2 separate regions of the Mus musculus genome follow, and region 2 is linked to region 1. The links are chromatin contacts, called in public Hi-C maps. All regions are on one chromosome and are shown on one strand. The core of a region is the stretch at or near the end of the contact, and the rest is flanking DNA. Distances in the headings are between cores, read along the strand shown. Region 1 has its middle 34 kb from the start of Gm32613. Region 2 overlaps Spin1 (spindlin 1).

Region 1 (6,734 bases), core at 3,954-6,453:
TACCACCGCCTCCTCTCTTTACCACCCCAGGGACCAAGCTCTTCACACATGGGTCTTCGTGGACACCCCTTCAAAACCACGGCAGTCATCTTATCTGTAACAGGGTGCCATGTGTAAACAAAGAGGGCTTCTTCTTCTTTCTCTCCACATGCTAACAAATCTGCAAATTCATAAATCTTGAAGGAAATGCACATCATTGCCAAGAACTGCAATAGAGAGAAAGAAAGAAAGAAAGAAAGAAAGAAAGAAAGAAAGAAAGAAAGAAAGAAAACAGTGTGAGCAGCCTCAACTGTGTCATTGTGAACAGCGGTGTGATGGCTGATCTCAGTAGGCAAACTGTGCTCATAGATAAAAGGAAGCTAATTAGTAATCGCCAGAGAAGATGCTGGTACTAAACTAATATGTGGTATGGCTAGAGATGGCTCAGCAGTTAAGAACACTTTGTGACTCCTGCAGAGACCAGAGTTCTGTTTCTAGCACCTACATCAAGTGGCTCACTGCCACTCTAGTGCCAAGGGATCTGATACCCTCTCTGGCTTCCCCAGGTACCCACACATACACGTACACACACTCACATAGACACATGCATGTAAATAAATGAACATTAAAAATTGGCACATGAGGCTAGAGAGATGGCTCAACAGTTAAGAGCACCGACTGCTCTTCCAGAGGTCCTGAATTCAATTCCCAGCAACCACATGGTGGCTCACAACCATCTGTAATGGAATCTGATGCCCTCTTCTGGTGTCTGAAAACAGCTACAGTGTACTCATCATATACAATAAATAAATAAATAAATAAATATTTTTATATATATATGACAAGTGCACTGTAGCTGTCTTTAGAGACACCAGAAGAAGGCATCAGATCCTATTACAGATGGTTGTGAGCCACCATGTGGTTGCTGGGAACTGAACTCAAGACCTCTGGAAGAGCAGTCAATGCTCTTAACCTCTGAGCCATCTCTCCAGCCCCTAAATAAATCTTAAAAAAAAATTGGCACATGAAGCTGTGTGGTGGAGGCACATGACACTAATCCCAGCCCTTGAGAGGCAGAGGCAAGTGGATCTCTGTGAGTTCCAGGCCAGCCTAGTCTACAGAATGAGTTCTAGGACAGCCAGGGCTATACAGAGAAGTCCTGTCTCACCCTGCCCCCTCACCCCAAATGATGCATAAATCAAAAAGCAGGAAGTTAGGTGTCCCCCAGCCACACACAGTAACATCTGTAACCTATAAAAAGAAAAATATGATAATGGAGAAGCTGAAAGAGGAATGGAGAAACATTTAGAGACCAGATGAAGCAGCAAACACTCAGCAGACGCCCACACTGGGAATCTTGCAAAATCCCTGTGAAGTGCATGGCTTTCTGGAAAAAGTAACCCGAATCAATTGAAGACAAAGAAATATTTGTATACTGTAATAAAGGGAGAGATGAAGAGTTAGTTCCTAAAACCTGCTTTCAGCAATAAGTGGTTTCATCCCTAGATACTTTACCCACAGTGGTTTGAAAGTTTCTGAAAGACTAAAAATGCTTTGGTATGTAAAAACAATTTTCAAAACTCCCCAATTCAGAAAGGGTTGGGGTGGAGGGGTGGAGGGGGTAGGGAGAGGTAGAAGGAGAAGGTAGGAGGAGAAAGAGGAGAAGGAGGAAGAAGAGGAGAAAAAGGAAGAGGACTATGCTCAAGGTATAAGTATGAATCAAAACAAAAAACCAAAAAAACTTCCCATGGGCCAGTGAGGTGTGCTACCTAGCCAGTTACTGCATAGGCTCTATTTTGGCAATGTTTGGGTAAAATTAAGGAAGAGATCAGCCCAGACCTTGACTTTGTCCATTTTCCCTTTTGAAAAGTGTACCAGGGTGTCAGATCACCTGAAGCTATGGTGACAGACAGCCGAGAGACACTTCCTGGCAGCAGTCAGACAGGTTCCAGAAGAGGAGATAAAGGTCAGGCGGAAGAGAGCACTGAACCTTACATCTCTGACTGACTGGCAACCAAGACGTTTATTTATTTATACAGATCCCACAAAAGAGACAAACTTATGATTAAAAAAATAATACAGATCATACCATTCTTGTCCCTGGACAAGTGTTACAAGTACAGAGAGAAGAGGTCTTATCAATCTCAAATCATTTTAGACTACGTCAGCATTTATGACATTCTGTTCTTCAGGAAACTGAAACTTTAAACAGACCGAAAAATATCTGAGTCAGTCTAGGCAGTTCCCAAGCCTGGAACACTGCATAGTGGTTGAAGGACAGCTTGTGTATTAGCTTAGCTAAAAATCTGAAAGCTCCTCCAAGCCACGGGCTGGCCTGCTCTATTCAAAAGACCTCACTGTAACTTAGTGTGAGCTAGTCTTCTTATGATCGGCAAATTCTTACATTTCTTTTATGTTAATTTTATATAATCTCTCTATATATCATTAAAGGTTGTTTTAGGCAAACTAACTTTGTTCTTAGTTTTTTTTTATTTTCTGGTGGCAGTGTCCTGTAGACTACATACAGGAGGAAGTCTGTCATCGGATCTGTCGCCAAATCTCTTGTTTCTCAGTTTGCTCAGGGGCAGATGTGCCAAGAGAACAGGGCAATCTCCATGGCAAGGAAGACTCCCGAGGAGGGACAGATGAGGTTACTTCCTTGAGAGCAGAAATAATTTTCTGGGGAAAAGACATAAAGGAATCATAATGTATAAAGTCCCCCCCCCCCCAAAGCAACAAGTAGAGATCAGAAACCCAAGGTTAAAGACAGTGGCGAGACAGCATCCAGCTCTGCTGTGCTGGGCCGTGTCAAACAGTCGTGCTGGCTTCCAGGTTCTCACTGTCTTTCACACGTCATGGCTACTTGAAGGCACCCCTCATGAATGCTAGGAGTAAAACTGTCCTCTGCAAGAGCGGTAACTGCCCTTAATCCCTGAGTCATCCATCTCTCCAGTCTTGTCCTTTCTGGCTTTTAATTTGTTTTTCTTTAAGGAAGAAGTGTATGAATGCTGACATGATTGGAAATGCTGGCAACAAAAACTAACAGACTCTTCAGCTTCCATGCTTAAGATCTATGGAATGTGGAGAACACACAGAGCCCACTCAGGAGGAGGGTGCCTGTTGGAAAATCTTGTTCAGCCGGGCCGGTATCATGGCTGACTCCTCAGGTTCATGGGGCTAGCGGCCCCATTCTTAGTTTATTTTTTTACTGTAGCTGACCTGAAATTCTCAGTGATTTTGAGCAAGGAGTGTATGTTTTCATCTCCCACAAGGAGACAGTCGTATGGTCTCAAAGAAGCAATGCACCTATAAGAAGCCATTGATGAAAGATGCTGTCTGGAGCAGCTACGAGCTGGTTCCAGCTCTGTGAGTTTCTGGAAAATAGCAAGGAGATAAGTGGTTGTCTGGAAGAGGGAGGAACATGGTGTTGTGGGATTTTCCTAAAAAGAAGTAAACGAGCATCTCTTCACCTCCGGCACAGGACCGAAGAAGAGATTCGGGTGCTGAGGTCCAGTTTATGAACCAGAGACTCTATCAGGCTTACTCTGAGGTTGCATGAGAAGCTCGCCCTAGCAAAGCCGCAAGCCCTGGACAACTTGTAAGCCGCTTCGCTTCTCCCCACCCAACAACTGTTTACTGTTCGTACAGCCATGGCCATTGGCAAGGGCCTTATGAATCTTGTAACTTTTTCACCTCCGTGTTCCGAGTCTCAGGATCCTTCCATCCTCCCTCTCCGAGGGTTGGGGTTGGGGGAGCTTGGGGATCGAGGGTGGTGAATGAGTGGGCACGGAGACTTTTTCAGGCAGGGAAACTGTTGTTTAATAGAATTAGGCCCACCGAAGTCCACCTCTTGTTGATCCGTGCCCTCCTAACAGAAACATTGTCTGCAGGAGAGAGGGAGGCTCCAGAGACTCCAGAGTTGAACAAAATGTTACAAGTCCTGGAAGGTAGCATCTGGGAAGATTCTCAAGGTTTCTCCCAGCTTTACAGGAGTAAACATCCGATGGGGAAAGAGACTCTTGACAAGCAAGCTGTGGAGAGATCTTTCCATTGCCTGAGGAGAGCTCAAGACAGTCTGGGGAGTTTTGATCAGTGCCCACTTTTGAGTTGTTGTTGTCTCCGTAAGCAACCCCTCACCCACACAGCCTGTTCTGACCCCAGTAAACACTCAGTGGTTCACAGAATTGCACTTTGGGGCAATTGTTACTTTTGCCTGTTGTGGATTCCCTTTCTGGGTGAGTAAGGGATGTGTGTTGTCTCCCCAGAAAAGCCTCTCACGGGACACTGAAGTAAACTGTGACTTGAGTAATAAGGAGTGGCCATGAAGGCCCATCAGTTGTAACAAGTGCGCCGTGCTGGTGGAGATGTTGGGAATGGGGAAGGTTATGGGTTAAGGGAGAACTCTACTTTTGTTTCACTTTGTGATCAACCTAGAACTGCCAAAAACAAAACAAAACAAAACAAAACTATAAAATAAAAACTTAAAAAAAGAAAAGAAAGAAACTAATAAAAACTGTACTGTGAGATCTCTGGACTTCACATAAAAGCCAGATGTGGTGGAGCGCACCACTCCTGTGGACAGATGGGAGGTCAAGACAGGAGGGTGAAGAAGCAGCTTGCAGGCCAGCTTGGAGAAAGCAGGCGGTGGCGGCGTGGCAAACAACAGCAACAATGGCATACGCTGGAGAGCTCAGAGCTCCGGTTTAGTCTCAAGAGCGTTGAAAGAGAGAACCAACTGCAAGCAAGTCGTCCTGTGACTCCCCCACATCCCAGATGGTGTGCATGTGCCTGAACGCACACACATCTCTCTTATCTCTCTGTCTCTGCCTCTCGGTCTCTATCTCTGTCTCTTTATCTCTCTGTCTCCCTCTCTCACACACATACATTAACAATAATACATCAAAACACAACCCCACTGCACCCATGGGGACCAGGGAAAGCTCCATGAAGTCTGGCAGGCCAATACGTAAAACGCTGGCGCTTGACATTTGCCGGGCAAGACCTAGGGGGTAGAGGGCAGAGAGCAGAGGGCTGTCTCAGTGACAGCCACCCTCTCTCTAACTCTCCGGCTGTCAGGGATGGTTTAGCTGTCCTTCTGAAGAGCTGTTCTGTGTCGTGCGAACAAGGAAACACCAAGTCAGGGTCCCTGCTCTTGAGCGCTAGGCCAGGCCTCACTGAGTCCCGGATGATCCTGATCCCGTCTGAGACACAGAGGATTCAGGCTTCAGGGCGGCTCATTCTAGTTCAGGCTGGTCGGGAACTGTCCTCAAAGCCACAGATGGCCTTGAATCTCTATCAATAGAAGTTTTGAGTTTTTGCGTTGGTTCTTGTTGTTTCACAAAATTACCCAAGAGAAGCATGATTTAAATGTTTCCTTTTTCGAGGATTTCCTTTTCGGGGCTCTTATTACAAAGCTTGGGTGTGCTTGGCATTCTCACTGACAAGCCAAACTTAGGCTTTAAAACTGAGGTTAGATCCGGAAACCATGCCATGGGAACTCAGCAGCGTCTAAACATGAATGACTGATTTAAGGCCCCTGATTAAAACCTTGGCTTTCCCAGTGCTTTCTCAGAGCTGAGTGGTTGGTCTCTGTTTCTCTGCTTTTCTCCACCACTCAGTCACAGCAATGACCTCATCCTTTCAAGTGCCAGAGAAGGCAAACTAAGCCCCAGAGAGCCTGGAGAGAGCCTGGCTCCCATTTCCTGCCTTTCAGGGAATCCATCCGCTAAGCCTGGCTTCTGGGCATCCCTCGAAGCTGGCGGAGCTCAATTGCGGCAGGAAATTTAGAAACAGGAAAGTTCCTCAGTTGCCACCGGGAAGGACCTGGGCCAAGGGCTGGAGAGCTAGCTTTTTGGTAGCCAGCCCTAAGGAAGCAAGACAGAGTGACAGGAGATCTTTTCAATCGGGGTGCTACATTCCGCTACAAGTTGAGCGACAACAAGCTTGTTCTGGTGACTTAGGAAGCGTCCCAAAGCCATTCAAGCTGCCTGACTGTACTTGGGGAGGACCCAAGGCTTTACATGGCTAAACTGTGTTCTGTGCACACTGAAGTTAATAAAGGAAAATCTGGCCTTGATTTCTTTGTGTAATTGTGATTCTGAACACACTGGATAGGCCGTCCCACCAGGGGTTCCTGTGGGGTCTTGTAAACAGCCAGCTGCATTGTTTGATGTGTAGGGCTGCTAGATTGCCTTCTCCACTGTTCCTACTGACCTTTACGGAGGAACTCCTGAACTGCAGGCAGATGGGAACCCTCTTGATCTGCAGCCAGCCACACTTCCCTTCCTGGGTCCCCAGAACCCTCCAGTCCTTCCCAGCCTTTCCTTGTGGGGTGCTGTTTCCCAGACAGTGCTATTACAGGGAGCATGAGCTTTGGGCAGAAACCCCGGGGTCACCCTCCTCCTACATCAGAAGCCACTGAAATACCCAGGTTGGAGCAAGGGCTGGTACTTAGGGGACTATGGCTCCATTTGGGATGTACTGGGTGAGGTTTTTCCAGTTGGAACTGACCATCTGAGGTAGCTAGCTGCAAGCTTTCCCCGAGGAGAGTCTTCTTGCGTTTGTTTTCTCAGCTTTACAGCCCACACCACTCTGAGCAGACTTAAATCTATTATTTGCCTACTGCTTTAAATCACAAACATTTCCATATTGAGCGGTGCACCCAAGGAAGGTAGGTTTCAATTGGCCAGGCAGGCAGAGTCTCATTTAAGACTCAAGCAGGCAGGTGCTGATTTAATAAACACAGAGAGTTTGGG
Region 2 (6,942 bases), core at 1,743-4,242, 130 kb before region 1:
CACTCATGTGGCTCAGGCTGTTTAGAGCGAGTGAGCTGGTCACAACTATAGCCCAGATGCCTGAAAAAAGGCTCAGCAGAGAAAGTGGTTGCACACAAGAACACAAGTTATCCTCAGAATCCAAACAAGACTGTTTTATAACACAGGATTCTTCCTCAGTATTGAGACAGGCTGACTCCATGACAGGCTTCAAATTGGCGGTTCTGGAGACTAGGCCTAAAATCTGTTTCCAAGGACTGGGCAAGTCCAGGCCTCAAGCTGCCCAGCCACCTGTTCTGAGGCAAGGCCAATGGGTCAACAGCGGTTTCCAGACGGCCCCAGCAATAGTTTCCAGCACTCCACGCCTCAGCAATGGTTCTGGAATGTCCCTAGAGACAGAGCCAGCAGATTAAGATAGAGGTCACCTATCCCCTCCCTGGAATTCCCCTAATGTGCTTTAAATCGGGCCTGTGAGCTCACTCGGGTGCCCCTATCTTGGAAGATGGTAGACCCCAGCATGCTGGACTTCTCCAGAATAAAACATTCTTTGCTTTTGTATACTACTTGAGCCCAAGGTATCATTCTTTGGCGAATCATGAACCCTTACAGTATTGCCATTAAAGACCATCAAAGGGGTTCTCGATAGCTCAGCTTTAAGAATGCCTGCTGCTCTTAGAGGACTGCAGTTCTGTTTTGAGCACTCACATCAGGCAGTTCACAATTCCCATAACTCTAGCTTCAAGGGATTCCCACTGGCTTCCTTGAGCACTTATGAGCACACAAGTACACTCTCTTGCACACTCACTCACACACACCCCTTAAAAAAAAAAAGCACAAAATTATGCTTAAGTGATTTTTTTTTTATTTTATGTATGAGTATACTGTAGCTGTCTTCAGACAGACCAGAAGAGGGTATCAGATCCCATTACAGATGGTTGTGAGGCACCATGTGGTTACTGGGAATTGAACTCAGGACCTCTGAAGAGTAATCAGTGCTCTTAGCCTCTGAGCCATCTCTCCAGCCCTGCTTAAGTGATTCTTAACTAAGAATTCTTAGTGTTAACAAAGTTGTACAGAAAAAAACAACAACAACAAAAACCAAAAAAAAAAGCGGGGCATGGTGCCACACTCCTTTAATCCCAGCGCTTGGGAGGCAGAGGCAGGCGGATTTCTGAGTTCAAGGCCAGCCTGGTCTACAAAGTGAGTTCCAGGACAGCCAGGGCTACACAGAGAAACCCCGTCTCGAAAAACAAACAAAACAAAACAAAACAAAAAAAAAAAAAAAAAAAAAGAGGAAGTTGTACAGACATCATTTTCAACTTAAAAACTCTTGTTACAAAGGAATCTCTTTTCTTGGGGGGAAATAATTGTCTCAGATGAACAAATCATGTGTTTATTGAAGGCCCCTAATATTAACTGTGAAAAGAAAATTTAACTCAGTTCAGAACTAAGCCACCATATAGATGAAATCAAAGCTACTCTTCTTTTTACAGTGTAAAGAAAACATCAACACAGCCCTGGCTCACTGAAGCCCCACGTTAACAGCTTCCTTCCTCAAGATATATTAACCTTTCCACAACGAGTTGGATGAAATCTCACAGTATCCCCATCGACACCATCAAGCTAGCATTTCCTCACAGGTAGGGGGGAGGAGGAGGGACAAGGATTAAGTAGTGTACCTGCAATCCTAGTACAGAGAGGCTGAGGCAGGGGGAAGAGTCTCAAATCAGATTGGGATACACAGTGAGAACCTGTATCCAAAAAAAAAAAAAAAAAAAAAAAAAAAAAAAAAAAGATAGTTTGTCCAGTCACCCTGAATATGGCACCCAGAAAAAAAAAAAACAAAAAAACCCAGCACCTTACTCTTCGGCCCCACTTGGATACTATAAAGCCAGAGCGGTTTAAGGGATGAGGAATTGTGGGCCAGCAAGCTGTTGTGGTGGGTGAAAGTGCTCCCCACACAAGCATGGACCTGAGCTTGGACTTCTAGAACCTATGAGTGAATGAATGAATGAGTGAATGAATGAGTGAACGAACGAAAGAACGAACACTGGGTACAGCAATATAACCGCTGTGCTGGGAGATGCCAAAAGGTAGGTCCCAGAAGCCTGTTGCAACAGTAAATCCCATTCAGCAAGTTAATGTATCAAAACCCAAAGCCAGACGTGAGGTGGGCCAAGTGAGATTCCCCCATGGACTCTAACATTTGAATACATGCTCTCTGGTTAGTGGCACTATATTAGAGTGGGTATGTGGGTAGGTTTAGGAGGTGTGGCCTTGCTGGAGGATGGGCTTGGAAGTTTAAGACCACACTCTATTCCTCATTGCTTGCTGCTCCAGGCACCACACAGTGACCCTGCCATGTGATGAACTCTTGACACCCTGGAACCCTAACCCCAAACCCACCCCTTCCTTCTAGAATTTGCCTTGGTCATGGTGCTTTATCATAGCAAGAGAAAAGTAACTAAGACAGAAACTGGTACCAAGTCAGAGTACTTGTGGGAAAGCCCTCACCATGCTGGCTTCTGGGTGAAATGTGGAAGACTCTGTCTGGCACTTTGCACTAGAAAAATGGCTGAAGGCTGTAGGCAGAGTTCAATGGGGAATATCCTAACCAAAGCCTGGACATCAGTAGTCCTGAGGATCCGAAGGTTTCGGAGGGGAGCAACATCAGCAACGAGGCTGACGCCATTCTTGTGGTATTTTGGCAAAGACTGTGGCTTCTTTCTACCCATGTCCTTCATGAAGGACACACAAAGGGGTTGTGCAGTCCTCCTCCACAGTATCAGAGAGCCACTGAGGCCCTCCCCCATACACTTTAAAAAAGAAACTTCCACATCCTATAGACAGAAATGAGAATTTGGGGGTTTTTCTGATAGTCATGGGATGGACTGGAAGCGCCCATGTTTCATGCATGACGAGAGTGAAGGACAGTGCACGTGGGGCACCAGAGGAGTCGCCACTGGGACCGCCTAGCCAGCAATCGGCCTGACCAGGGTTCTGAGGATCTGGAGGAACACTGTGGCTGCTAGCCAGCCAGCACTCTGTTGTACAGACTGCCAACCCTTTTAAGCTTTTGAAGTACTACCGCAGCGTCTACTAAGGCAGCAACTGCAAGCCATTTGTGTTTTACTTTCCCTTTCTAAGAGCCACACTCCAGAGCTGCTCTCTCACAAGGACTGGGATGCCTGTTGGTACTGGCTCCTCCGTGCAACACGGGAAAGAACCCTGGATGTCACAAATGTCACACATCACCATCCACTCTAGCAGTGACAGTCCCGGCAGAGCCGCCTAGCAAGTCTGTTCACGTAGCAGCACTCAGAGCAGGCACCATGACGCACTGACCTCTGGATAGCTTTACTCTGTTTCTGAAATTTAGCAAAAATAAGTTTATTCTCTCACAAACAGACAGTCCTATTATTTACATATAAAAGAACTAAGTGTTCAGAGATGATCAAGAAAATCCTGTAAGAGGCTCAGAAATGTTTTAAAGAGCAGAGCCCAGTGTGCCAAATCCCTGCCAAAGGCTAGTCCTTACAAAGCCCTGTTCATTTATTTATCTGTGAAGTCCAGCAGCTGCCCATCATGGCTTCCAAGTCGCTCAGCATAACATCAGGGAACTCCGCTGACAACTTCTAAACATGTCACAGAGACTGTGGTTCAGTGAGGACAGTGCTTGCCCAGCAAGCATGACGTCCTAAGTTTGAGTCTTAACATAAATCTGGCATGTTGGTACACACTTATAATCTTTGCATTTAGGAGGTGGAGACAGAAGGACCAAGGTAGTGAGTTCAAAGCCAGCCTGGAACACAACAGACTGTCTTATAAGACAAACCAACCAAATCCTCCCAAAACATGTAACAGAAACAATCTTAGAAGCCATTTCTTCTGTCTCTGAGGTTAGATGATGTCATACTTTTATCAGTTCACATTATTTGCAAAAACACAACTAAACAGAGAAATAGCAAGATTAGCCACATACCTATTTATTTCGCTCCATTAAGGTATTTTGACTGAGTAAAATGACGCGTATATAAATTGGCCTTGAATCCTTTCTCTTCAGTCAGCTTCCACAGTTCTGGCGCAGAAACCAAACTCTGAAGTCAACTTATGATGGACTAAGTCAAAGGAGCCACGACACTGCAAGAATCAGGATGAGCCTATTCAACCACTGGGCCAGCAAATGCCATGTGGGGCCATGCAGGTAGAAGATCCTCCGTGCTGGTGGGCAGGAACTGTGATCTCACCTAATGAAGCATGCGGCCCAGAGCAGACCCACCTGCTGTGGCTTATTGGCTCCAGTCTTAACCAATCTAAAGACAGCTGTCGATCAGGAATGACTGGTTCTCTGAAACATTGTAGCTGAAAACCGGTGTGGGCACAGCATAAACATTAGAGAAGGCATGCGCTGGACCTAAGAAATTCCCTTCACGACATAACTCTTTAAAAATAACACTGGAATCAGGCGGTGGTGGCGCACGCCTTTAATCCCAGCACTTGGGAGGCAGAGGCAGGTGGATTTCTGAGTTTGAGGCCAGCCTAGTCTACAGAGTGAGTTCCAGGATAGCCAGGGCTACACAGAGAAACCCTGTCTCGAAAAACCCCCCAAAAAATAAAATAAAATAACACTGGACTAGGCATGATGGTGCATGCCTGCAATTGTAGCACTCAGGAGGATCAGGAGTTTGAAATCAGCCTGGGCTGTGAAATCTGGTGTCCAAAATCCAAAATAGGATAGGGAAAGAATATGGTCTAGAAAGTATCTTCTACAAGAGAAGGACCCGAGTCAGGATTTCCAGGACATATGTAAAAAGTCAGCGGTGGCTGCACAAATCTGTAACCCCAAAGTGAGGGAGTTGAGACGAGCGGGCTAGGATCCCTGATGCTCACTGGCTGGCCGGTCAGCCTAGATGAACTGGTGACTTGAAGCTTCAGTAGGAGACTGTCAAATACAACAGGGAGAAATCAAGACAAACCCACCTGCCTTCTACTTCCAGGCCCTACTGGAGTTACCCACACTAACAAGTACACACAGAGAATACACACAAAGCCACCGAATGAGCAAATAAATTGAGAGCAACTCTGGAACCAGTTCTTAAAGTCACAGAGAAACAAAAGGCCTGAATCCTAGAGGCCAAGAAAACTGTGGATCAAGTTCAACACACTTCCGTGCAAGGGGTGGCGGTGACTCACACCTGTAACCTTGGCATTCAGGAAAATTACGGATTTGAGGCCAGCCTGGGGTAACATGAATCTTTACCTCAAAATACAGGCATATAAGCATGCATTATCTTTCTAACCATCAACTCCTAAGTCCTTTAAAAAAAAAAAAAAAAAAAAAAAGATCCAGGAGGCATTAAAGTACTGATTACTGAAGTAATTAATGATTAAGCCTAAGGCCTCAAGAGACCTAGACAATACAGGGTAAAGTCCACACTCCTCTAAAATACCGGATAGAGTCTCCATGCCTTGCTCTGCCTTGCTCTTCAAAGGAGGGAGAAAAGGGTTATTAGTAATAAAATGACGAAACACTCCAAAAGGGTTGTCAGCAAAGCCCTTACAAAGAAAACATCTCCTCAAGCCTCATTAGTATTAAACGCTTTTGTCATCAGTTTAGCTTCCCAGTCTTCCACAGAGCCACAGCTTATTTAAATACATACCCGATTCATTGGCTAGGAGTGCCCAACCTTCAGACTACATTTTATTACTTTTTCCAGAAAATATTTACTGAGCAGTATCTACTGTACATAGCACAGTGACTCATGTGCTAGATAGATTCTGACAGGCCTGGCTGCAGCCACTCACTGTGACCCCAGTAGTACCAAGCCCTGAAGCCACCAAACAACCATTCTAACAGCAGAAGAATGCAGGAAATGTCTCTATCTTAGCCTTAAACACAGTTTACATTGGTCAGGATAAATACAGAGACACTAAAAAAGATTCTATTTAAGAACATTGCTCACTCTCTACTTACTGTGTGGATTCAGATTCCCATGGGGCAGAGCACAGGTGCTAATAGCATCTTACACTACCAAGTCTCACCGACTTGTATTTAAGAACAAAAAGCACTGGAGGCAATATTTGAAGAATGGGTAGGTATGAAAACACTCCACAAACATTACCGAGTTCTATGTACAGTGATTGCTTGAAGTTTAAAAGTCGGGGTTAACTAACATTTCTTATTAATGTCAAATCAAAACATCAACAGTTAGATCCGAGATGACAGCAATGCCGGCCCAGATCAGATGGCACTGCTGTCACCGCTCAAGCAAACCTTCATTTCCTTCTTTTTCTATCAACCCTGACATTTCCATGTGGTGGAAACACTGCCTGACTTCCAGACCCCTTTCAGCAGATTCAACACAGCAGCACAAAGTTCACAGCCACAAGTTGCACATAAAGGGTTTATTTTAATGTTTTAAGGAAGGATAAGAGTTACATCATAATTATAAAAATTACTTACAGAATTAACAGTTGTACTGTGTATACTTCTAAATGCAGAGAACAGGGAACCGTCTACACGTTGTATAAAATAAAATTAAAATTAAAAATGAATTCAAGCTCAAGAAAATGAGGTCATTTATCTAGTTTTAAATGTGAACACGAAGACCTCTGAACTCTACTCATTCGTTCGAACTGCACCAATGATGGAAACTACAGAGAGCGCAGCATTCCCAAGGAACACAGACATTTCCACCACAATTACTTGTAGTATTTTTCCTGTGTCATCTTTGGAGGACTTTCATCTCTTAGACAATCAGTGTTAAGTGTTTTCAGGCACTACAATTTGTGACGGTCAGAACAATCTTCCTTCTAATGGGTCTACAGTGTTCAGAGATTCAGGCCCAATGCACTTTGGGGTTTGGCACATAAAACAAGAATAGAAATGAAATCTGGCTTAGAAGCAACTGTGATCTTTAGAGCGTGCACAGTCCCTTCGAATGCTGCGTGACATATACAACT

What was found. A called contact is a pair of places that touch in the nucleus more often than the background predicts.
Region 2: a contact with region 1 is called in a Hi-C map of muscle stem cells, with 1.8 times the contacts expected there. The contact joins two enhancer-like sites. A contact is called at or near these places in 2 of 484 Hi-C or Micro-C datasets (muscle stem cells and nephron progenitors) and 3 of 115 datasets of contacts at active chromatin or transcription factors (embryonic stem cells and regulatory T cells).

Annotation. Positions count from the first base shown.
Region 1 is chr13:51,021,925-51,028,658 of GRCm38.p6, reverse strand. No RefSeq gene overlaps it. Among named protein-coding and RNA genes, the nearest start is that of Gm32613, 34 kb to the right of the region's middle. Within about 2 kb of position 5,203, at least 74 of the 459 cell types and tissues checked have an H3K27ac peak or open chromatin away from gene starts, as enhancers often do. A contact at or near this core is called in muscle stem cells, where this site is marked.
Region 2 is chr13:51,151,976-51,158,917 of GRCm38.p6, reverse strand. Spin1 (spindlin 1) reads right to left here. Exons shown (of 6, transcript NM_146043.4): 6 at 6,356-6,942. Among named protein-coding and RNA genes, the nearest start is that of Nxnl2, 16 kb to the left of the region's middle. Within about 2 kb of position 2,992, at least 28 of the 459 cell types and tissues checked have an H3K27ac peak or open chromatin away from gene starts, as enhancers often do. A contact at or near this core is called in muscle stem cells, where this site is marked.